Linked DNA regions of Mus musculus: all the other regions are linked to region 1. The links are chromatin contacts, called in public Hi-C and Micro-C maps. All regions are on one chromosome and are shown on one strand. Each heading gives the region's core, a stretch centred on a gene start, on an enhancer-like site or on the middle of the called end of the contact. The rest is flanking DNA. Distances are from core to core; before and after follow the strand shown. Region 1 holds the start of Rbms3 (RNA binding motif, single stranded interacting protein). Region 2 overlaps Rbms3 (RNA binding motif, single stranded interacting protein). Region 3 overlaps Gm39451 (a long non-coding RNA gene).

The links. A called contact is a pair of places that touch in the nucleus more often than the background predicts.
Region 2: a Micro-C map of muscle stem cells shows a contact between it and region 1, with 6 times the contacts expected there. The contact joins the enhancer-like site here to the promoter of Rbms3 in region 1. A contact is called at or near these places in 15 of 484 Hi-C or Micro-C datasets (the C2C12 cell line, the MC3T3-E1 cell line, the N1E-115 cell line and 6 more), 3 of 115 datasets of contacts at active chromatin or transcription factors (bone marrow-derived macrophages, embryonic limb bud and neural progenitor cells) and 1 of 9 other capture datasets (adipose tissue).
Region 3: a Hi-C map of the N1E-115 cell line shows a contact between it and region 1, with 2.4 times the contacts expected there. The contact joins the enhancer-like site here to the promoter of Rbms3 in region 1. A contact is called at or near these places in 1 of 39 promoter capture datasets (macrophages), 2 of 484 Hi-C or Micro-C datasets (the N1E-115 cell line and nephron progenitors) and 2 of 9 other capture datasets (adipose tissue and liver).

The regions. Positions count from the first base shown.
Region 1 is chr9:117,250,934-117,254,294 of GRCm38.p6, reverse strand. It overlaps Rbms3 (RNA binding motif, single stranded interacting protein), which reads left to right and starts at 1,812. Exons shown (of 15, transcript NM_001172123.1): 1 at 1,812-2,568. The coding sequence starts at 2,494. Gm17396 (predicted gene, 17396) reads right to left here and starts at 1,762. Exons shown (of 2, transcript NR_166691.1): 1 at 1,457-1,762; 2 at 1-950.
Region 2 is chr9:117,152,561-117,155,921 of GRCm38.p6, reverse strand. All of the region lies in intron 1 of Rbms3 (RNA binding motif, single stranded interacting protein), which reads left to right. Among named protein-coding and RNA genes, the nearest start is that of Gm39452, 40 kb to the left of the region's middle. Within about 2 kb of position 1,706, at least 60 of the 459 cell types and tissues checked have an H3K27ac peak or open chromatin away from gene starts, as enhancers often do. A contact at or near this core is called in the C2C12 cell line, embryonic fibroblasts, embryonic limb bud and 2 more, where this site is marked.
Region 3 is chr9:117,317,307-117,320,667 of GRCm38.p6, reverse strand. Gm39451 (a long non-coding RNA gene) reads right to left here. Exons shown (of 3, transcript XR_871331.2): 1 at 3,078-3,361. It also overlaps a transcript of Rbms3 not described here. Among named protein-coding and RNA genes, the nearest start is that of Gm39451, 5.0 kb to the right of the region's middle. Within about 2 kb of position 1,862, at least 2 of the 459 cell types and tissues checked have an H3K27ac peak or open chromatin away from gene starts, as enhancers often do. A contact at or near this core is called in the N1E-115 cell line, where this site is marked.

The DNA of each region.
Region 1 (3,361 bases), core at 563-3,062:
ACTTTGAGATTGGTGCCTGATTTCAGTTGCTGTCCTTCTCCATTTTATGGATGGAATAATTGAGGTCCATGAGTGAAGCTGTCTTGATATGTTTCCATCACAGGTGTCCCATACCCACTTTCCAACCCAAGTTCTGATTTTTGTCATCAAGAGATAGCTGTGTTGGTAGAGTGCTTGCCCATTGTGGGCAGGGTCCTAGGTTCCACAGCCAGTGCCCACAGGAACCTGGTTCATTCATTAATTTATGCCTTCAATACCAGTGCTGGGCGATGGAAGGCAGGAGAATCAGAAGCCAAAATCATTCCGTTTCACAGCAAGTTTTAAGAGCAGCTTGGGGTATCTGAGACCCTGTCTTTTAAAAAAGAGAAACACACACACACACACACACACACACACACACAGAGAGAGAGAGAGAGAGAGAGAGAGAGAGAGAGAGAGAGAGAGAATCGACATAAAACCCAATGTGATGTCTCCGTGTCCTTGTCTTTCTGCTGGTACCCAGACTTCAGAACTGAGCTTCCTGGAGCTAAGGAGCACAGGAGCCTAGGTTGTTACCCCATGAGTGGCAGGCGGGACTTAAAGCAGAGGTGGCATCCTGTGTATTGCAGTTTCAATTCTCCCTCCATGTGAGGAAACTGCCTTTGTACCTGGAGTCTTTTATCTGAAAGGACGGCTGGAGTGTTCGGCAGACTTGGGGGAGTGGAGAGGCACAGAGGCTGGCTGCCCACGCTCCGGGCATGCGTGAGCACTCCCAGCAAAACACAGCTGGCACAGCTAATTTTAGCCTCACCGCCGCCTTGCAGAGAAACCCTTTAAGGAGATCTATCTTCTCTGAAACAATCTGTATTATAATGTAGCAGCTGATCGACGTGTCGGAATATTATTACTGGTGGGGGGAAAAACTCTGACAAGTAATTATGAGTTTTTGTTCAATTTTTTTGTGTGCAATACTTACAGAGCCACGAAAGCATTAAGAAAGAGCAAGTAAGAGAAGGAGAGAGAGAGAGAGAGAGAGAGAGAGAGAGAGAGAGAGAGAGAGAGGTTATTTTATTCTCCAATAAGCGAATAAATGTAAAGATCACTTTGATTTCGTTTTTAAGAGATGGATAAAGCCACAACACAATTATTTGTGATAGTTAAGGCAACCCCCTTGTTGAGATGGGGCTTGGCTTCCCCACAGAGGTACCCAGCTGAGAATCCCCACTTTTTCTCCTCTCTTGAGCATCCCCCAAAACATTGGTTTCATCTTCAGGTCCTCGGTTCATCTGGCTTTTAATGTGTTAACAGATTTTGAAAAAGCCTTGAATACACTTTTCTCCCTACTTAACTAGAAAGGTTGGCATGTGTGTGTAAATACACACACACACACACACACACACACACACACACACTTCTCCTTCCCTCATGCTCCCCTCGCAGGGCAGGGTCTGTTTTGTTCATCAATGCCATGCCTCACCTCTGGGAACTTGGCGATTGAAGAGGAGAAGCAGCTTGGGAGCTTGGGAGCCCTGGTCGGAGCAGGGCAGGGAGGCTGGGCCATGCCCCACCCAGGCACTTCACAGAGAAGCTGGGGTTCGGTTCCACCCGCGGCTCGGCTGCAGACGCTGCTCACTGTGCTATTCCAGATAGCTAGCAGAGGGGTGGCAGCAGCCTCTTTCTTTCTTTTTCTTCTTCTTTTTCATCTTCTTTTTCCCCCCTTGGAGGAAATACTGCAGCCTTCTGGACTGCGTGCCCGGCTCCCTGGAGAGGCTCTCTCAGTTCCACCCACTGGCTGGAAGGAGGGGAAGTGAGTGAGAGGGGCAAGGCCAGCTGGAACACACCATGTCACTCTGGGAACCAGACAGCAGCAACTAAGCCTGCACGGGTTTCTTTTTCTTTTCTTTCTTTTTTCTTTTTTCTTTTTCTTTTTTTCCCGGTTTTTTTTCCTTTCCGTTCTTTTTCTTTTTGTCCGTTGTTTCTTTTCCTTTTTTCTTCTTTTTATTAAAATTTCCTTTTTCCGCGGTGGGAAAGAGACACGGGAGAGAACGAAAGCTGTACTGCAAGGATTCCGAGTTGTGCTAAAGGATCTATTTCTTTTTTTCTCCTCCTTCGCCTTTACAAGCGCCTGCGATTGACACCACTAGAGACAGGCTGGTCACAGAGCAAACTGCTTCATCCGGACTGGACCGGGCAGCTGGGAGGAACCAGGCAGGCAAGAACTGGGGAAGCAGTCTGGGGGTTTCCGCTACAGATCTCAACCCCCATCTGTTTTTGTTTTTGTTTTCTTTTTCTTTTTCTCTTTTCTTTTTGGTTCTTTTGTTTTGCTTTGCTTTGGTTTTTTGGGTTGTTTTAAATTCCTCACGGTGTTGGAACTAGTGAGGCTGGAGTCTGAGAAGCCTCAGCAGTCACGCAGACTGCCAGGGACAGTGGATTAAGAGAAAGAAGCTCGCTTGCCTGGGGCATCATACACCCTGTTATTCAGTTTCCTGCCTCGGAGATAAAGATCCCAGCTACATGGGCAAACGCCTGGATCAGCCACAAATGTACCCCCAGTACACGTACTACTGTCCTCAGTACCTCCAAACCAAGGTATGGCTGGACCCGCGGGCTTCAGAAGGCAGCGTGGTGCCTGGCGCTCCTCCGGAGCGTGGCAATCCGACCCTTCCCTCACCCTAGCCCCCATCCCCTCTGCCGACCTCTTTCAAATTACTAACAGTAGGAACGGAGTTAACAAGCCAGAGAAAGAAGGGAGAGGAAGCCCCGGAGTGTAGCTTTCTCTTTAAAGACAGGGGACTTTCAATGGAGTGTTCTTTTGTTATTTAGCTGCAGAAATGCCGGTGAGATGGTTGAAGTCTTTTGCAGGTGAGCAGGGATTTTTAGAAACGAGGTCCCAACAGACGTTCTCAGGGGGCGAGAATATTGTTTTAGGAGCTTTTCTAGCGAGCTGTTCTTTGTGTGTGAATCTCAAAGATTTGGGTACCCCCCTCCCTTTCCCCCTTCCTTACAGAAAACACTCTGGGGTGGGGGCCACTTAAACTTTTCATGGCCTAGTGAAAGAGGAAAGAGGAGCGCCAGGAGGCACCCACCAAAGTCTTTCAGAGTTTGTTGAGCATTTTTTTTTCTTTTTTCTTTTGGTTTGGACTGTATTTTATGTGAAGGTTGACTGAGATGCTTTGGGGGGCTAAAAGAACTAGAGGCTTAGCATCCATAGCTTTTACTTTTAGACTGGCCCCCACCCCCACCCTTCAGTTACCACTAGGAAGTCTGGGTCTGGGGGTGGGGGGAAGGCATGGGATGTAACTGATAATAATTGGACTTGAATTGGTTAAAGACTTTAGGCTTTGTGCGAGCATGTGCTTAAGTGATCATTAGGGGCCTGGAG
Region 2 (3,361 bases), core at 457-2,956, 98 kb after region 1:
CTCTCAGATTGAACACTACCCGTCTAAACACAACTGATACTAATTTCTGCATTCCCTCTCCCTTCTTATGTCCTTTTATATTTCATTCTAGTATCTAAGCTGAAGGTGTTCTTAAAGATTCTGTATCCTGCTCTGTTTTAATGTAACACTCCGTAGGCATTATAGTGGTATAATTATAAGCTAGCACTTATATCTACCGCCAATATATTTATTGATTTATTATCTCATAACAGAGATAATAAACAGTTACCCGTGGACCTTAAATCTGATTGATGCTCTTCGGTTTTTAGTAGCGTATACGACCAGTGGTAGCTTCCTGAAAGATAGGAGATAGCTTATGTGTAACAACTCATACTTAAAAATAATACAGATGCCTGAGTCCAGTGATCCATGTTCAAATTATGAACTGATGGTTTGAGTTGTTTATTCTGCATTAATTGAGGTATTATCATAATCCTAGCAGGACCAGAAACACATTTGATGGCAGGCATGATGGCTCAGTGGTTATGACTGCTTACCACGGAGTTTGACAACCTACTTTCAATCCCTAGAACCTATAAGGTAGAAAGAGAACCAGCTCCCCACAAGTTGTTCTTTCTCTGCCCCCAATAAAAAATATAAGCAAACAAATGTGTATATAAACCCTGTTTAGTTAGTGTCTCTGAGCTTGGCTTTTCATGTTATGGGAACCTTCTGGACTGTTCCTTGAATCAGTGAGAGGCTGCATCTGTAAAACTCACAGGATGCCTAGCATCAAGTCAGTGAAAAATGATCACTTCTCTAGAGTTGCAGATATTTTCCTCCAAGGTTAGCGGAGCCTGTACCCCAGCAGAGAGAAATTTCTTTCTCAGCTTCCTTCCCATCTGCCCCCATTCCTTACACTTATGAATTGATTTGCCAAGGAGAACCCGTCTACCGGCAAGCTTTGAGAACCATTACAGATGGCTCCTTAACTTTATGGCTGTTCAGACTTGAACTATTGTGTGTGGGTGTGCCTTTGGGACTCAGGGACTAGGATTTTGTTCTTATTGAAAAGCTAATCCCATTCTGGCCTCTGAGCTCAGTTGGATCAATCTCTCCACTCACTACAGTTCCCTGGCCCCTGACTCGGTGCCTGGCAGGCAGTGTATGGTCTTGGCTAAGGGTGCCGGGGGGTTCTAGGTTCTGACCATTCTGGGTTAGACTATGGCTCTACTACATCTGAGAGTGTAGATACTCAGCGTTCACACCTAAACCTATAAAATGGAGGCAACTGATCAATGAACTCACAGACTCACTGGGAAAATGAGCAAGGCCGCATGAGAAGTGTGTCCAATTCTGTCTCATAATGAACAGGTCTTTGTGAGCTGTATGATAGTAAACTTACAGAGACAACCAGCTCTGAAGTGAATGGTTGCCCTGTGGTGATGGATAATGACAAAAATTATAGTAGGAAAGATGGAAGTCCAGTAGTTTGAAGAGTAAAGACCACCCCCCACCCACCACCATCGGAAAAAAGAAAAAAAAAAAAAAGACTCCAGACAGTAAAAGCCACCTGGCGAAACAGGAAGGAAGTAGCAGCCTGAATAGGGGCTCAGAGCTCCCTTTTTTTCTGGTCTGAAGATTTTTATTAAAGCCACCTATGTCATAAAACAGGGAGAGACATTTGCTACCAGTGAGGGTAATTTGATGCCTTAACCATATTCTCGGCAGAGCAGGGGAGACTCTGCCTTGGTGTCTGGAGTCTCAAAGAAGAGGTCTGAGAAAAGATGTGAACAATTCACAGACTCCGAGGCTGCTAAACCCACAGGCCACTTCCGGCCCTCCTGCTCTGCATAAACCGTCCTTGCTCCCTGAGGACCTCTGACATTCCTGCGCTCTGAGCCAGGAGGAGAGAAAGACGCATTTACTGCGCTCTGATTACTCCTTTCTGGTAAATGAAAATGTGTCTGTGGTGTCACCGCCATCCCAGCTGTCCCAGACAAGCACTCCTGACGCGGAGACTCAAGAAGATCTGCCTCCTGAAATGTAAAACAACACCTTGTTAAGCAGCCCCCTCCGCCATCTCTGACCTCGATTTCTGCCTCTGGTGTGCAGCAGGCAGGTGAAAAGGCAAAGCATGAATAATACATGCTTGACGCGGGCGTGGGGTTTGCCATTCAGAGAAATACTAACTGGAAAGCAAGCGTGGACGGAGAAAAAACGAGACGGAGTTTTGGGGTATACCGTGTCCATCCAGTGCCACCATTATGATTAATGCCCAGGGAACCTTCATGGCTATTCGTGGTAAGACTTCTAGAACCCTCTGGCAAACAGAATCATATCCAAGCCCTATCCTGGGTACCCTGGAAGTTGAAACATCTAATACCAAAAAGGAAAAAAAAAAGTCCTTGATTTCCACTTTAAAAAAATTCTTTCTTGCTGGGCAGTGGTGGCGCACGCCTTTAATCCCAGCACTTGGGTGGCAGAGGCAGGCAGATTTCTGAATTTGAGGCCATCCTGGTCTACAGAATGAGTTCCGGGACTGCCAGGGCTATACAGAGAAACCCTGTCTCGAAAAACAACAACACGACAACAACAACACCACCCCAAAACAACAACAACAAAACCCAAACAAACAAACAAACAAAAAACCCCAAGCAACCGAACAAATAAAAAACCCCCAAAAAACAAATACAAAAATAAAAATTCTTTCTTGCTCCCTTTTCTAACTGAAATGTAGATACCCCAGGGTTACTGCTTTCTTTTGCCTTATCCTGGGGAAGTGGATCCTTCAGGCTCCATGATGTGTGTTCTCTTTACCATCTTCAGCCTGTTTCTGCCACCTCTTCCCTAAACCCATTTACCATATGAAACCCCGATGGTTAATCTTGACGGACAGGATTTAGAATAACCATGTAAACAAACATCTGGGCATGTCTGTGAGATGAGAGACCCACTGAACATGAGTAGCACCATTCCCTGGACTGAGTTCTTGGGCTGAATGAAGAGAAGGAACAGAGCCCTGGCTTGTATTGCTCTCTGCTTCCTGACTGAGTTTGTAATGGAAGCCGCTGCCCCATCCTCTGACCACAGGCCTTGCCTATCATGATGGGCTGCTGTAGACTTGAACTGTGAGCCTATGTAAACTCTCCTTTGCCAGACACCTTGTCACAGCAACGCAATGAGGAGTGACAAACACGCCTGCTGTGTTTCTGTGGTGACCCATGGTCTTCGGCATCCTTCTGCCACACCTCGTGGTTTATCTGGTTTTAACCCTTTCCCCCCACGATATAATTTCATCATTATTGGTCCTCAGCCACCCACCCAGTGGCACTGTCCCAGACTCTGTTATTACCAATTACCTAACCATCACTCATCATCCTGGTTTCAGGTCTTTGGT
Region 3 (3,361 bases), core at 613-3,112, 66 kb before region 1:
GAGGGGACTGGAAGCCTCAAGGACTTGGCTTTCATCACCCTGGACTGGGAAGGAAGGAGTTAAGGAAATGCTTGGTTTCATTCATTTTGGCTTTTTTCATTGTTGAAAAAAAAAGGCTTCAGCCTTCAGAAGCCTACCATTTGAATCTATCTCATTCTCCTACAGGGCATTGCCAAACTGGAGCAGTCTTTGGACATTTGTGTCTAGGATGAGCCTTATGGTAACATTATTGGTAGCAGCTAAAGGTTTGTGTGTGGGAGGGGGAGGTGATATGTTCACATGTGAGGGTGCACCTGTGTGCTGGTGCACATATACATATGTGTGCATGTGTGTGGATGCTAGAGAACAGCCCTATGTCTAGTTTCTAAGGCACCTTCCATTCACATTGGCCTGGAACTTTCCAAGCAGACTAAGCTGGCTGACCAGTGAGTCTCAGGGACCCATCTGCCTCCTCTTCCCCAGAGCTGGGATTACAAACCTATCTTCAATCTCAGCATTTTTAATGTAGGGTATGCACATTGAATTCTGGTCCTTGGGCTTGCAGTGCAAACACTGTACTTAAACAAAATTCTCTAAACATGACTTCATTTAATTGAGAAGATTGCTTTATCAGTAGTTTTAGAGATCAAAAGGTCAGAGTTGAAAGATACAAGCTGACCCTGTATCCTGAAACCATAGTTTAAGCCGGAACAATTTGCTCTGTTCTCTCTCTCTCTCTCTCTCTCTCTCTCTCTCTCTTCTTGTTTTCCAACACACTGTGTGATGAGAAGAATTCATCTAAGTAGGAAAAGCAGAGGAAAGCCCATCATTAATCAGGGTATTATAAAAGCCCTGTCCTAATGCTTCAAATGACTGTTGAACAAATATAATTAAGCTCTAAGAGTAACTCATCAGATTTAGATCATTATATGTTATACATTATAATTTAATCCTTTGGGGTTTGAGTATTACTATAAGAACAGTGCTACTTAAAAAAATGTGGTGTTTCACAAATCAAATGATTAGTAGTTCTAATTTGGTAATGATATGTCTCCTAGAGTAAGCTAAGCAAACAGAGTATGCCTGCCTTTTGTGTGTGGCTCCTGGCCAAGAGCGTGTCTCTCTGGTGCCCCGATGCTCTTTGAGGCTGCTGTCTACAAGCTGAGTTCCCATGTCCACTGGTTCTCATACTTTTGTTTCTAGTCCTGCCCTTCCGGCTCCTAGGACCCACCTGACACTGCTTCATTTCTGTGCATATATGTGTATGTGTGTATATGTGGTGTGTGTGCACATCTGTGTGCATGAATGCCCATGCAGATGTGAGTGCCTGTATGTAGAGGTCCCAGGATTTTGTTATATGTCTTCTTGGTCACCTTCCCATCTTCTAAATTGGGGCAGACTCTCAGAGCTAACTGATCAGGTACTCTGGCTAACCAGTTTGCTCTGGGCATCCTTCTGCCTCCGTTCCCCCACTGCTTGTACTAAAGCTGCACTACTGTACCTGTTGTACATCTACACGAGCACTCAGGATTTAAACTCAGTTCCTATGTGTGCACGGCAAGCCCTACCCACTGAACCAGACCCTCTCCCCCTTTCCATGGGATTTTATATCTGTTCGCTGTCACTGGCATGCCCTGCAGATCTTTAGAAATTTCAAATGCAGCTGGCATACTTGGACAGGGTCTATGGAGTCAATAAGAATTTTAAAGCCAAGTTTAGAAGTGCTGTAATTCAGTGGCGGCAGTGACTCAGGTCTCATAAATGAAAAGCTGTTCTGCAGATTAAAACTAAATCAATATATGTTAAGCGACTGGGTGTCTGCATTCTGCAGGCAGCTTGGTCAACCTCTCTTGTCTTCTGGGTCTGCCTAAATCTTCCAAGCAAATACTATGTAGACATCTAATTCTCGTTCTCCACCACCTTAAAATTTGGGATTTGTGAGAGCTCTGTTCATTTTATTAAGGAGCAAAAGAGCTTTGTAAAGAAACACCATCCATCAACAGGAAGCAATGAGATTCCCCTCCCCCACATTCCACTAGGGCTTTCTTTCTCTGCTATAAGTTACATACACGGTCCTTCCCTGGTTCTGTTGAGACTTTCTTTTATTACTGGACCGCAGTTAAACTCCACCCGATTTTAAGATCAAAAGCCCCAAATGGAAAATGATAATATTTCAAAATGAAAGTAAGCATGGGGATTTGTGTCTAACACACATGGTGATGATTTAATTAATGGTTCACAGTGGTTGTGTTTGGAGTTGGCAGGGCAAGATCATGTGCAAAAGGAAGTTCAATGTTGTCTGCTAAATAACTCACTGGCTGGAAATTTCCTTTCCTGCCTCCAACCTTCTTGCTTGTAAAGACTCCTGTGACACATGTGTGAACCTCTAGGTGAATCCACACATCACTGTGTGTCACTGTGCCAAACATGTGAATTCAGGACATTTGCCAAGCTCTCACCCCTCTCCAAACACCCAGCTCTGGAGGAATAAGCCTGTTGTGTCAGCATTGGCGAAGGGCAGCTTTCCTCACCATGTGGACCTGCTTTACATGTCTGCCACGAATCGCCCCCCACACACACACACACCATGAATGACATGCTCCTATAACTTTTAAAGGCAATAGTACCACAGATTTTTTTTAAACAAAAAACTGTGGCAGATTTCTGTAAAGTGCTTACCTCAGAGGCAGAGAACCCGAGTTCAGATCCTGACACCAGTATAGAAAACTAAACACTGTGACACACATCCAGTGACAGGCCCCAATTCAAAAATTAATCAATCAATCAATCAATCAATCAAGTATGGGCTAATTAAAAATAGTAATTAAGACCTTGCTGTTAATCTCTGACCTCCACATTCAAACTCACACCCATAACCCCCCCCCAACACACACACACACACGCACACACAAGCACACACCTCCGAAAACAGGTGGGTAATAACTGCTGCCCAGTTCACTGTTCTATCTCCTCTTCCCACCATCATCTCCACTATCACCATCACCCACAGCATCACAGGAATGTCTTCCCTGACTCTTCTGTGGAGTAACCTAGCCACCTTTCCAAATTGTTGCCAGAAGAGGCCCAGGTATACTCACCAGAAAGTGCCCCCGGCACAGCCTGTCTTCCCTCAAGCACAGACTGTCACTATGACCACTTAGAATGAAATTTTCAGGACCCAGAAGGAGCTTTTGATAGGATATAGAAGGGGGCTGGATGCCAGCATTGCTTTGGGCCACTCCTCAGAGAGTACTGTTAGGAATGTTTACAATGCTAAGTGAGCACCCAGGCGGAGTCTTCTGGAAGCATGCGAAATTAGATCGCTCATCTCGTCTAGCAACAAACTTGTGTGAGACGTGACTAGAACCCCATTTTACCGAAA